2 separate regions of the Anser cygnoides genome follow, and region 1 is linked to region 2. The links are chromatin contacts, called in public Hi-C maps. All regions are on one chromosome and are shown on one strand. Each heading gives the region's core, a stretch centred on a gene start, on an enhancer-like site or on the middle of the called end of the contact. The rest is flanking DNA. Distances are from core to core; before and after follow the strand shown.

Region 1 (6,983 bases), core at 3,745-6,244, 260 kb after region 2:
TTAACAATGCACGCTCATGCCCCCATGCGGGTACCTATCATGTGCCCATCTGTGTGCTGACAGACTGCAAGAACACGCCTCTCACAGCTGGGTTTTTCCAAGAACAGGCTTAAGAGAAAATCAGTGTGAAGCAAACGAGCCATCAAAAGTTAGAGCAAGAAGCACTTCATGATGAAAAGGTGAAAGGCAAAGCTGGCCAGAAGGTTTAAAGCAAGACATGTGAAGAGCAAACTCAAAGAAGCAAGCCTCAAATATAACATGGTACAAAAACTCTGGGGAAGAATTTCATTGAAATGGAGAAAAATTTGGAACAGAAAATACTATTAACGTTCTTGAACCAAATTCATTCTTAATGTAAATCCTCTGAAACAAGTCAATCTGCCCTAGAAGAAAATCTCTTCCTTGGTGTGAATGCAACATTATTCCAACAGATGAGTTAAACCAAACAACTCAGTGCAACAATATTGTAAATGTAGTCAGTTGAACCACAGGTGTAAAGAATGTCTGTACAATGTCAGTACGGACTGTTTTGTTAATCTTAACAGTACAAAGTATCTGCCAACGATATGCGATTTAACATTATGTATCATTTCTCAGCAAAGCACTGAGGGGTTGCGATATGTCTAGGAAGCTGTTTGAAAGAATATTTACTTCTCGGTATGTTCATGCAGTAAGAAACCTTTTGAATAAACCTAGACACTACTTGTTTTTTTGGTAAGAACCTAGTAAAAATCAGGTCTTTAGAAAAAAAAAATACTTTGTAGACTGCTATAAGAACCCATTTTTGATTACACTAACTACATGAAATTAAATGGAAGTGATTTCAGTAGCACAAACACTTAGGGAAATCAGGTCTTCCAAAGGCTCCTGCGAACAACAATATAATAAACAAGCTCTATTTATTTTTGCTCTACCACATACAATATTTTGGCAGGGAATTACCTTTTAATGGCATAGACATTCCAAATTTCTGCTGGAACCGCAAAGTCAGACACTAATAACATCACACGGGCTTGACCTGTATGTAACAATAACCTTCAGGGCAGCACAACAAAGCTTGTAACATCATCTATAACAATGTTAGCTGGTGCTATCTACCTAGCACTGAAAGAACACCTCTTTTCTACGTACCACAGCTGGAAATGAGTACCATCACAGCCCCTCATAACTTCTTTGTTTGTATACAAACGATATTGACATTTTTCACTTTTTACACAATTCTCAGCCCCTTCTTATTGTTCCTCTCTTCATGAGCACTCTCTCAATCACCATTGCTGAGAGGATATCTAACGTGCAGAAGCTTGGGCTGATGAACACGGAAGCCTTCGGGATAGATCCTTGTACGACCAATACATGAAACGTGCAATGGATCTGCAGGTTTTGTAGAAGTGCTGTGGGTTCTGACACCATTAGAACAATTTATTTTCAGAAGAGCGATGAGCCCGTATTTTGGCTGACCCATGAACTTCTGACTTCAGAAAGTTAGGTGGAAACCACACAATGTAGTTTTCCCTTTAAAAATCTATTACATCTAAATGTAATTCTCTAGTTGAAGGACATGAAGTAAACAGGCCTTTGCTCAAATTTGTGCTTTAAATTTGGATCAGGAAGTAACATTTACAGTGAAAGATCTGTCTGTATGTTTCTTTTTGGCAAGTAGCAATCCTCTCCACTCTTAAAAACACCAGTTCACTTAACTGGCCATAAATCTCACTTAGACAGCTCATCTCTCAAATGTTGAAATAACAAAATTTATGTTAAATACACTAAAATAATTCAGATATGATTCCTGTAAGATGTTTGACTACAAAGAGTAGAAGGCATTTGAAGTAGAAACATGTTTTGTACCTTGAGTACTCTGACCTCTTTGCTCTGTATGCCCTGTAACAATGCTAACAGCTCAGTGCCCTGTTGCACCTCAGGTGCATTTGGTTCTGTGCTGTTATATTCTTTTCCTGATAAACCATCACAACAGAGGGAACATACCTGCAGAAGTGAAGCACCTAAGCACTACATTTCTTTTACCATCTTATTAATATTCTTCCAGTGTAGTTTCTGGTGCATGCATTAAGCTTTAATTAGCACTGCCTGATATTAGCATGCTTAAAAAAAACATTTGTTTTTAAGGAATTCCAGTTTCTGCAATGCTTGTTTCCTTTCTAGCTTTCACCTAAGATTTCGACCAACTGATTTAATTTCCCTTGTTTCAGAAGATAACGTAACAAGTGATAGCAAATAAACTGAAGTAAAATTGAATCAAGTCATGCAATAACATGCCTTAAATGATTTAATTTCACGCAGACTAATGAATACAAAATTAGGTAAGGCTGGAGAGCAGCATGCCGCAGCACTTTCTGGATCAGCCACTGCCACCTACCGCCCCCGGGGTGCTGCAACCCGCACCCAGCTGCCTCCATGCTGCTGCAGCAGCCAGATTGGAGCTGCCAGGCATTAGTCTCATTTTCCCTCCTCAAGGGCACCAGTTCCAGGGCAGGAAAGCGTCAGCAGTGACTCCTCTGGGTACCTATACACAACTCAATTTGCATGTGTCTCTAGCACAGCTGATCTTACTGACTGCCCAGGCTGCGTGGGCTGTATGCCCCTGCCTATAGACATACAGGGTGGAGAGAATACACGAGATCACTTTTAGACATTGCGGCCGACTGAAAACCCACCTATCACATTGCTTATCATTGATTCTCTACTGCAAATATTTCATCTTTGAAAGTCACTTTTAATAATTTAAGTATTTTGTGTTATGTGCTGTATGAAATTAATCGTGTAATTTTTCTGGGTAGTATGACATGTAACAGCACCTCAAGCACAACTATGTGATATATCAGCCGTCTCTTAGTAGACACAAAGGAGTAAAAGAAGTCTGACCTCTAGCAAGCCCAAGTGATGATGCCATTCCTGAGAGAGATGGTCCTAAGTTATCCTAACACGCTGGAAAACTTTATCGGTAGTTCTGAAACAAATATATATTTTTGTTACAACATAACCCAAGCAAAGATGAGAGCAACAGAGTATAAAAGTTATAATCCTAGTTACTACAGAGTTTTGAAGTGACTGAAGAAATTAACATTACAGAAACATCTGAATAAGGAAAATATAGTGGTTTTCAATCACTACATTTTAGTTTAGAATCTACTCTTCCTTTTTTCATTGTTTTTGAATAAATGAATTTTCTTATCCATACTTAAGGTACCAAATACTTGTTTCAACTCTGGGAGACTTTTGCGGTATTTCAAGGTATACTTATATCATGAACTTGACTAGGAATTCATACCTGCAGAAGATTGTAGGTTCACCTAGGTGCCCATCAGGCACATATTAAGGCATAATTTAAGATTGTTACCTATTGCCTTTAAAATTCACTTGTCTAAGAAAATGAAGTACTACAAGAAAACAATTACGAGATACACGTAATCACAGCACCATTTGCAAGGATTCCCACAAGCTGTATTTCACCAACGGAATTGGATGCTTAATTTCAGGCACTTTTCCTGCTTCCACAGGTGGCTGCTGTTTGCAAATTCACAATCACAGCCCTAGAAAGGGTGATTGTGAAACAGTTCCTTGAGGAAAGCAGCCTGAAAGAACAGCCAGGCGGTGGGCAGGAAAGCCCACTGGGTTGTACAAACCACCAAATCTTTTAAATTCACATAACATCAGTGCTGTCTTTTTCACTTTTCCGGTGGAGACACGCACTCAGCAATACTGATGATTACAAGTCTCAGAATGGCTGAGGTGAGAAGGCACCTCCGTGTCCATCTGTCCGCATCTCCTGGCTCAAGCAGGGACACCCAGAGAAGAGCAGGGTACCCAGGACCATGTCCAGCAGCTCGTGAACAACTCAGGGAGGACAGTCGGCAGCACAGACGCGCTCCCTGATGTTCAGGGGGAGCCTCTGCCTGCCAGTCTGTGCCCATTGCCTCTTCTTGTCACCAGGCGCCACTGGGAAGAGCCTGGCTCTGCCTTGCTTGCACTTTCCCTTCAGGCGTTTACAGACATTGATAGGATAATGGAATGATGTGTAAGAATTATTATTTTTTCTGTAATGAGTTCAAATTCTGACATTTTGCCTGCAGAATAGATTAAAAGAGCTGCATTAATCAGAATAAAGAGATAACATGCATTAATTGACTGGCTGCCTCTTCATGCAGTGTTGGGGAGCTCGCGGTAAGATCTTATACACAGAATTACCTGGTAAGAGTTATTTCAGTGCAACTCTTCACGCGTTTCGTTACGTAAGCCAGTAGTTACAATTCAACCTGACAGGAGTACAGCATCACATCCAGAAAGTACACAGCTATAAAGTGATGGACTTTGCCTTGTGACCACACTCAAACCAAGCCGTTGACAAGGTGTTTGTTCAAGAAGTACAACTATAAGCAGGGCACACAAAGCAGATTAGTGCTTTCTTTAGCATAGCGCATAGCTATGCTGTTGAAGAAAAAACTTATCTGTGGAGAAGATAAGAATGCGTGTTGACCTAGAGTTCAGGCAGCAGAAGCACTGCAATTTAGGCACTCTTGACTCATTTACCAACTTCCCTGTAATCCCGGTTTATCGTTCCCTGGACTGGGTTAAACCGCCAAGGCGCGCCACACGCAATCTTTAACCCCCACGACGACGCTCCGAGTAACTCTTCGGCTCAGCCAGGCTGTGTATTCACGGCGGGACGCTGACGTGCGGCAGCGGGGGCTCGGAGCTGGCAAACACACGCAGAACCCCCTCAGGAGAACCACCGCGTGAGGGCTTTCGGGGCGAGGCGTCAGGGAACCCGCCTGTTAACTGGGCACTGGTGCCAACCGCGACGCTTTTCTAGTTAAAAAACAGACGTGGCGGGGGCAGCCAGCGCCGGCAGGAGCCGACAGGACGGCTGGCTGCAGGGGACAGCCTTCAGGGGCAGGAGGCGGCCCCGCGATCGCTGCCCCAGCTGAGGGGAGCTGAGGGGAGGCCCCGCCCCGCCCCGCCCCGCGCGCCACGGCCGTTGGGGAGCGCCGCGCGCTCCCCCCCCCCCCCCCGCGCTCCCGCCTCGCCGCCGCCCCGCGCGCCCCGGTTCCCGCGCCGCCAGCCCGCCAACCCCCAGCCTGGCCGCGGCGGGAGGGAGGAGGGAAGGAGGGCGCGCGCCGATTGGCCGGGCGGGCCGCGGTGCCGCGCGCCCATTGGCTGCCCCGCCCCGCCCCGCTGCGGCGGCTTCAGCGCCTTCGATTCAAATCGGCGGCGGGCGGGTGGGTGCCGGCCCCCGGTGCTCCGCGCAGGGGCGCTCCTGGCGCGGGCGCGGCGCCCGGTGTTTAAAGCGGCTCCCGCGAGGCCCCGCCCGCTGGCGGCGGCCAATGGGCGGGGCGGGGCCGGGCCGTTGGGCGGCGGGCGCGGGCCGGGCCCAGAGGCGGGAGGCGCCGGTGGGTCGCGGAGGGGGGGGCGCCGCCGCCGCCGCCTCACGGCCCTCTCCTCCCTCCCTCCTCCCTCCCTCCCGCCCCGCAGGCCGGAGCGTGGTCCCCCCGCGAGGATGCAGGCAGCCCGCGGCGCCGAGCCGGGCGCCGACGACAAGGTACGGGGCTGGGGGCGGCGGGGTGAGCGCGGGCAGGGCTCGGCCGGCCCCCGGGGGGCTGCGGGAGGCCGGGAGCCGCGGGGCTCGTCGCCTCACGGCGCTCCGCTCCCGTGGCGCAGGAGAACCGGCCCGCCGAGCCGCGCGGGGCCGTGCCGGGCACCCCGCTGAAGCAAGCGGCCGCCTCGCCGTCCGTGCTGGCGGAGATGCAGCCCGGCTGTCAGCCCCTGGCCACGCCCCCGAAGCCCAAGGAAAGCCTGCCCGCGGACCCCTGGACGCCGACCTCCAACCTCAAGATGCTGATCAGCGCCGCCAGCCCCGAGATCCGCAGCAGGGAGCAGAGGAAGGAGCTGTCAAACGCCGCGGGTGAGGTCCTGCAGCCCAAACGCTGCTCGCAGGTATGCTCTGAAGGTCTCCTCTCTACCTCTTTTTCTTTTCTTTAAAAAAAAAAAACTTAGCTGAAGGCTGTTTATTCAGTATTAAAACTTCCAAGCTAACGTACCGCAACTTTTCCTTTCCAGCTCTGATTTTGTAGCGTTTACAAATGTAACTGACAACATCACATTGTTACACACAACTGGCAAACTTCTTCTTCCACAGCTGTTGTGGACCAAGGGGGAACGTTGAGCTTTGACTGTGCCCACAACAAAGCTGTTAAATGTATATATTTACACGTTTGTTGTAAAAATGTTTCAAGTTCTCTTTTCTTATTTCTGGGTAGGAGCACTTATCGGGAGATGAATATGAAAAATCGCAACCAAGTCGCAAGGAGAAAAGCCTAGGATTACTGTGTCATAAATTCTTAGCTCGATATCCTGATTACCCCAGCACTGCAGAGAATACTTATATTTGCCTTGACGAAGTAGCTGAAGAGCTTAGTAAGTTGCTGTATATGCCATTATACGTCCTCATGCAAATGTGCCAATAAACCACCCTTCTGTGTTCAGTACTTTTTAGCTCCATAAAACTATAAATGCTTTCTGTATGCTCTCACGTTTACCTAAATGCAGCTTTAAAGTCTTCGTTCTTACCACGGTTCTTTTAAGAAGCTAAAGTTTGCTCAGTGAACTGAATTAAGAAACTCTGAATGATGTTTGAGATTAAACGTCTACATTACTGCAGATACCGCAAATAACCAGTTGCGTTTTTTTGAACCTAGAAACGATGGCTAAGATTCGTGGCTGATTTTTTTCTGTCAGGAGCTAGCATTTCTGAGGCTGAGCCCACAGTTTCCTGTCCAATCGTAACATCAAAGCAAGAAACTACTTTCTGCTATCTTGTATCACACCAATGATCTATTGAGAGTCCAAGTTGCTAGCAGCTGAAGCTTTTTTTCTGTAAGAGCTATGAGAATACAGTATCCTGCAGATTGGATGAACTGCAAATTCTATCGATACATTTTTGTACAAAATATCATCTGTTAGAAAAC
Region 2 (7,112 bases), core at 1,315-3,814:
TAGGAAAACAGGAAGTATCCCTGGCGAAGAATGTAAATCAACTGTAATATATATATATATCTCAGCTTTTAAGCAATCTTATTAAGCTTCACAAAATTAAGAGAGTCAGAGCTGAGATCTGTGTGTTTCTGCAACAATACGTATTTCACCATGCTGAATTATAACAAAATAAGGCATTTGCCTTTCTTTCCTTGCCCCATCCCCACCCCCAAAATTTAAGAAGCCCAGCAACCTATTCATTGCTATAACCCCCATGCAAAATGAATGCAAAACCTGGAGATGGAACGAACAAATAAAGGAGAAAACAGGATCCAAACTTGAGGCAGCATTTCACCACACACTTACTTCAAGCCCGTACTCGAGCCTCAATTACTTTGAGAAAACTTAATACACATTTAACTTTTCTGAACAGGAATGCTGTACTGAAATGGATCATTAGAAAATTAGGTATTAATTCCAGAATTTCTAAAGATTATTAATGGCAACAGGAAGAATAAGAAGGCCAATTATCTTTCTAAATTTTTCTTGCGTGTCTTCCACTAATGCTTCTATTTCCAGTGCTCTTCCATCGCTCCTGCTCTCAGGCACTGTCAGAAGTGGGACAGTTGGCTAGACAAATCTTAGGTGTGACCTACTTTTGAAAGGCCTCCTTTTATTTTAAGCTGCATTTTTAACACAGTGAAAAATACTTTGTGACAGCAGAGCATTAATTTGTATGGCAAAGACTGGCTCCCAGAGACGCACAACAAGACGAAGAATCTCAGAAGGGTCCGGCATCCCAATTAGAGCCGGATTACAAGAGCTCAGCTCCCATTTAGCCATCAAAATCAACAGCCAAGTTTTCAGAAAACTTCAGACACATCTTAAAAACCTCAACTAATATTAGATTTACAGCACTTTAAAATCTGATCTTCACCTTTCAATGGGAAAGAGGGAAGAAGAAACGCACACAGCTATGTATTTGCGTAGGCAGGCAGATGGGGACATACACCCCACACAGGTATCTGGCCCTAAACGTTTTGCCGATAAGATTGAGAGGTAACACGCTTGCATTTGGAAATACTAACAACCACTTATCCATAGGTGGCAGCATTTCAGTTTTGTAATGTCCTTTACTATGTTGCTACATGTACCAGATACTTGGCTCCAGCAAAAAGCTTCCCGCGTACCCAGTGATCCTACGGCTTTGCCATATTTTACACGGAAGAATATGGTGGTCTGCAGAAATTGTTCCTGCTAAGAGGTTACCAAATCACACAAGTTTTTTTCTCTTCCCCCAAACAACAACAAAAAAATAAAGTGCTGAATTAATTTCCACAAACATAATAAACCTAACGTAATCATCTTGCAGTTGGCCATCTGTTTCACAGATATAAATCTAACTCAATCTTCTACTGACTGCTAACTTCCTAAATTAAATTCTCTAATGATGACCCTGCTTTCAGCTTAGTTCCTCCTGCTTCCATTTAGAGGGCTTGGAGTGTTTTCTATAAAATGATCTATATGCCAATTATATAGTTAGAAGGCAATTGGCAGGGTTTGAAGCTGCACATTTGGCACCAGATCAAAATAAAACGTTCAGAGAAGGGCAGTGTGCCGATGTACGATGCACACACACCACGGGAAATACGGGAACAGAGGAAAAAGGTTCTCAAGTACAAAGGTTACGGTGAAAACTGGCTAGTTCCCCTTTTTCCACCATAGTCTGTGTCATTAAAACAGAGACTTCTATAGTCACCATTCGTGTATTTGTGTATTTATGAAGAATTTAAGAAATTCCCCTCCTACGAGGAAATGGCTAACCTCTGCTACCAATTACAGTTCAAGGCTGCATAAGAGGATGAGCATCTTCATCCCTAAAGGACATTTACAGATATGCTTGCCAAGACCCCTGTTATTCATCCACTGTTTCAGGGATGAAGAACCATCTTCTGCATGACACAGAAGAGATTCTGCTGCTTCTCTCGGTGCTGACCTACTGCACCACAAGAGGGGGAGCTGACTTCCAGCCCAGCAGCCAGCACTGGGCACTGCCGGAGGCAGGATGCTAGCTGCAGTAGACCTTCGGCCAAATCTGCTGCTGCAAATCCCATCTCCTAATTAGAGAGGTTCACTGAAGCGACACCGGCCTGTGCGTTCATTGATCTGGTGATTGAAATCAACGCTCTGGGGTTTTAGTAAAATTTCTGATACTGAACCTCTAACATAGCCTTCTACAACAGATAGTTCTTTTAAAAGAGATTCAGTCTAGCAAAATTTACAACAGGCTAGTGATTAATAGTTAAAGACAATATTTTAGTGCTGACCGAGACATGAAAGTAAAGGCTCCATCCCCATGAGCACAGGAGGCAGAGCCATCTCTGCACGAGAGCTTCCTCGCATAGCTAGCAGCCACCTGAAGGCCGCCTGCACCTTCCTAAAAATCATTTGAACAAACAAAGTAATTTTCGCTCTGTTCCTGAAGCTTTGTTCAGAAATATATGTACTGTCAGGAGGCAGATCAGTTGTAGACATCATTTATTTTCAGCACAAAAGATTTTAACAATTCCCATTAAATAGTTTTGTGTTAAGTCTTGAAGAGGACGGTCTACCGGGCTAAGACTTCAATAGTGTAGCTCCTCGTGATCTCTGTTGATGCACAGCTTTTTCAATGGGGATGGTTGAAATATTCTGTTATTATTAATACTCTTAGCTTGGCAGCAAGGAGCTTGACCAAAACACCTGCAAGCTGTGGAAAATTCAGGAAGCACAAAGCCATGACAGCCAACTACACTCACAAGGGCCTCCCTCATGCAAGCTCCTGTGTAATTTCATGTCTGCCTACATAATCCCGTGTTTGGTTCTAGATCCTGTGTTTAGCTTCCCATGTCAAGTCCTGCTTCTGCCTGAACACCTACACATAGGATGGTGTCACTCCAGCAGACTTAACGTTCTTACAATTAGCTGACTTGCAGGTTTAAGGCAATGAAAATTAATAGGGAATTTACAGGGAATGAAACCAAGTAACTAATTCACCGCGGTCATTTCACTGGGGCCCAAAGATATTATGCATTTGACTTTTTTTTTCCTTTCAACTTTGTAAAGGAAAAAAAAAGTTAGTTTTTCTTCAGACAAGAACATTCATTTTGATCCACACTATATACATATATATATATAAATATATACTTATGTATGGCCAAATGTTCACAAAGGATGCAGGTCAAAGCCCACGTACGTATGAAACTGAGCATGGTTTCAAGTAACATCCGCTAAGACCACTGGCCTAACTGCAGATAAAATCAGAGCAATTTACTGGCCATCCTTCAGGACAGAAGCTACTGGCATAGAAACAAGGCTTACGGGCTTCAGCAAAAACAGTTTTTCTTTTTTGCCTAGAGCAAGGGTTGGAGGAATGTGGAACAAAGAGCATGCTGCTAGATTAAAAAAAAAAAAAGCGTGTGTACATATATCCTAAAATCTTAATCCAGAAATTAACCATTAACTACTAGAGAAAAACAAACAAAAAAAAAAAAACAAGGCAGGCTAAGAGCATTGTGTAAAACCTGGAATTCTAGTGAATCAATTCAGTCACACGCAGATAGCTGTTGCAAATGAAATATAAAATTGCTATTAAAATATCCTAAAAGTAAGACTTCTCTTCCTCGTTTTTTTTTTCCTCTGTGAAAAAGCGGCCATTTAGAGGATTTCCTAACACCTTTGCTTTTGCAGTGTTGTTTCTAACATCTTTGCAACGCTACTGTTCCAAGTTTCATTTGTATGATCTCTTAATCACTAGGATGCTGCGGATGATCCATTTTTGTCTCTACAAATAATTTCCCATATATCTCTTGCAGTGAGCTGTCAGTGTTGGACCCGTGATTAACAAGACTGCCTGCCATCAGTCCCCTGCTAGCGACTGCATTTACCACTACAATACACCAGGCTGCCCGAGCGAAATAACAAATAGGTTGCAAAAGCTGGTAGCACCCCGTGACAGCCCGAACGATAGATTCAGGCAAGTGACAGTTCGAGGGCTGTTTGGGGCCAGCCCCATTGCAACTCAAAGCGTGGGCATCGTTGTAAGGACCTTGCTGAGCTGAATGATGTTTACAGGCACGCATTAAAGGAGCACACCCTTGTCCCTAACAGCAATTCCGACACAAAGGCCAATAAAGAAAAATTCTCACTGAACTATGCAAAAGCTGACAAAGGCAGCAGCTGCTCTGCTCCACACGGCAAATTTATATTTAGAGCAGGAGTTGGGAAAAGCAGATCCTTACAGAAATTAGTTTCAGCTCATCTACTTGGGATCCCAACGCTATCTAGGAGACGAAGAGATTCTGGAAGAAGCTGCCAGTAACCAGTCTACAACCCCAGTTTTAAAACGTGAGAGGCATCTCAAGTAAATAGCATTCTCACTGATATATAATGCCTTTAAAAATAGGCTGGCCAAGGGGTTTTGTTGTTGTGGGGCTTTATTTTTTTAATATCTTGCAAGAAATCTTGTACTTCAAGCTTCAGACCACGAGGTGACCCTGAAGTGACCATAGCCATGAAAACCCCAGACCAGAATAATGCTGATTTTGGGTGCTCTGAACCAGACCAACCGTGAGTCCACCAACTCCTCAGCGAGTAACACCAAGCCATGGACAAGAGAAGCACTCACCTGTCGCGCGAGGAGCGAAGCCTGTGCTGTTTTATATGCTAGCACTTGTCCAGCAAACCAGTAACACAGAAAATAAGCTATTATCAGTACAATTCTGAATGAAACGTTTCTGCATAATTTCATGTCGCACATCTGTTGTTTCTGTATTTATGCATTACTGATTTTTCCTAATTTAGTGTAACTAGCAGTAAACAATACATTCAAGTATCCTATTTAAATGAATTAGTCTATGCAGTGTTTTTAGCATGTGTGTCTATTCGGTACAATCTGTTATGCTTTCTCTCCATAAGATAGAAGATAGTGCTCAGGTACAGTTAATGGATACGGGAGGGCTTGGCAAATGCTTCAGGGACACCTGCTTCATGCTTCTGACATTTGGTTTTCCCATCTCTCTGGAGATGCTTGTCTCAAAAAAGCAAATAAACCCAAGATCAGATTAGCGGACTGGCATTTCTGTGCACCCGGCTAAGACTGACAGACCTCATAAAAGTCCTTAAAACACTGGGACTGGCCACCACCCCACGGCAGAATTAAACGCAATTAGCATCAGTTGTGTCTAACCAGTAAAGCAGATGTCTAACGAAGTAAGGAACCCATAATTTTTACATGGGGGTTAAAAATAACCCTCCCCTTTCCAATATTTAGCAAATGATCCACAGCCTCCCCGTGTGTTGCATACGGCTTTGTGCTATCTTGAGACTCCCTTATTCTCTAATCAGTCAATTCATCAGCAATCACTTGTCAGCAAAAAAAACACAACAATAAGCTTGTTGAGCAAATGTCAGAGAACATTAAATTAACCAGTCAAAGATCAGCAATGAACAGCTGACACCAAATTGAACCCAACACATGGCCTCATTCACATTATTGTTAGGCACATGTAGCCAATCCCCCAATCACTGTACCTCTGAAATGACATTAAAGGGTCTTTATTTTAGAGAACAACAACAACAACAAAATTGCTTTAGAATAGATAACAAGCCTAATATTAAGTACCATCATAAAAAAAGGCTATTGCTTTTATGCAATTTGGGTTCGAGGTACTGTTTTACCTCCGATTGCACGCTAAATTTATTAAGCGTTTTCTCTTTAGCTCAGAGTGACCCTGAATGTATTTCCATTTTCTTCTAGCTGATTACAAATTGCATAATCCTGCAGGAAGGCCTCCCCAGTACCCGCTGGGTTTCCTGCCTGCTTCCTAACAGCCAGGTTGGTTCCCCCGGTGAGAAACTAAGCTACATCCACAGCCCAGGCTTCTGGGGTGCAGTATTATCCCTTCATTAACTCCAGTCTGCAAGTCGTCAAGATAGATTACTCACATTTATAAGAAGCTACGGTTGAAGACAACATCTTCAACAGATCTCGTAACGCCGAAGCAGCCACCGTCCCTCGGCCCACGCGGCCATGACTGAGTCACACACACGGCGCACCTCAGAGCCCGAGGCAGGAGGTGAGCGCAGGCACACGGGAACAGCAGCTCTCCGCAGGGCTCACGGCTCTCCTGAGAGATTATCTGGGCTTAGCTCTACAGGTGGCTCCCAAAGTGACCCTGCCGTGTCGGGCTTAAAAGCACCTTTAAGCTTGCTTCTCCAAAGCCAAAGGTTTCGGACCATCCCATCGACACCCATGTCACCGCAGGCCTCCCCCTGCAGCAGATGTGTTCCTTCCTCAGCGCGGAAACCTTGATATAGACCTCTGCGGAAACAGGACTGGACCCAGCTAAAGGCAACTCCAGCACAGAAAAACCAAGTACCATGCAACACAAACATGTTAAGGAGGCAGGAAGGCTGACGGCTTTCTCTCCAGGCTGCCGTTAATCAGTTAACTGCAGGATACCTCGGGACGGAGATTGCCATGGCTTGCTGATCCGGGACGGGGCACCTCACTGCGTATGTTCCTTCTCTCTCAACAAAGGAAAAAGCAAACCAGGCAGGAATTTCAATATTTTTAATACAGGTTGTTGAAGTGACACCCGTAAGAAAAGAACCCTATCTGCATCAGACAGCGAGCTGCCCAGAATGGCAGGTGGACTATTTCCTCTTATTCCTTGAAAATAAGAGTTTGCAGCCCAGGGTGAGTCTCTTCATTTCTCTGAGCCTGTCACCCCTCCCACCCCAGTCTTATGTAGGTAATACTTCTTAGACATAGTTGTACTAGATGGCTCCAGGACAAGAGCTGGCACTTGATGTTGCAGTAGTACCTTGTACAACCTGGTTGTGATCTCAGTGGCTGAATCTAGTCGAGAGCTAAATAATGTTTCTCAAAATGACCAAAATTTCCCTTCCAAATCCACACTTAGTCATGAAAATAAAATGATTTTGCTGAAGAGCAGAATAGACTAACTGCCCAGACATCTCATCCTTAGAAATCCTGATATCCTGTATTGGAGATCTTCTAATGTAAACTTCCAACCAAAATGTCTTAAACCAAAACCGAACAATAAAAATTTATGCCTTCAAAACTCTAA

The links. A called contact is a pair of places that touch in the nucleus more often than the background predicts.
Region 1: a Hi-C map of liver shows a contact between it and region 2, with 3 times the contacts expected there. The contact joins the promoter of E2F8 here to the enhancer-like site in region 2. A contact is called at or near these places in 2 of 7 Hi-C or Micro-C datasets (both in liver).

Annotation. Positions count from the first base shown.
Region 1 is chr5:12,257,210-12,264,192 of Taihu_goose_T2T_genome, forward strand. E2F8 (E2F transcription factor 8) reads left to right here and starts at 4,995. Exons shown (of 13, transcript XM_048050034.2): 1 at 4,995-5,557; 2 at 5,677-5,952; 3 at 6,276-6,432. The coding sequence starts at 5,516.
Region 2 is chr5:11,995,262-12,002,373 of Taihu_goose_T2T_genome, forward strand. The region is part of intron 2 of NAV2 (neuron navigator 2); the gene reads right to left. Among named protein-coding and RNA genes, the nearest start is that of DBX1, 200 kb to the left of the region's middle. Within about 2 kb of position 2,565, at least 1 of the 3 cell types and tissues checked has open chromatin away from gene starts, as enhancers often do. A contact at or near this core is called in liver, where this site is marked.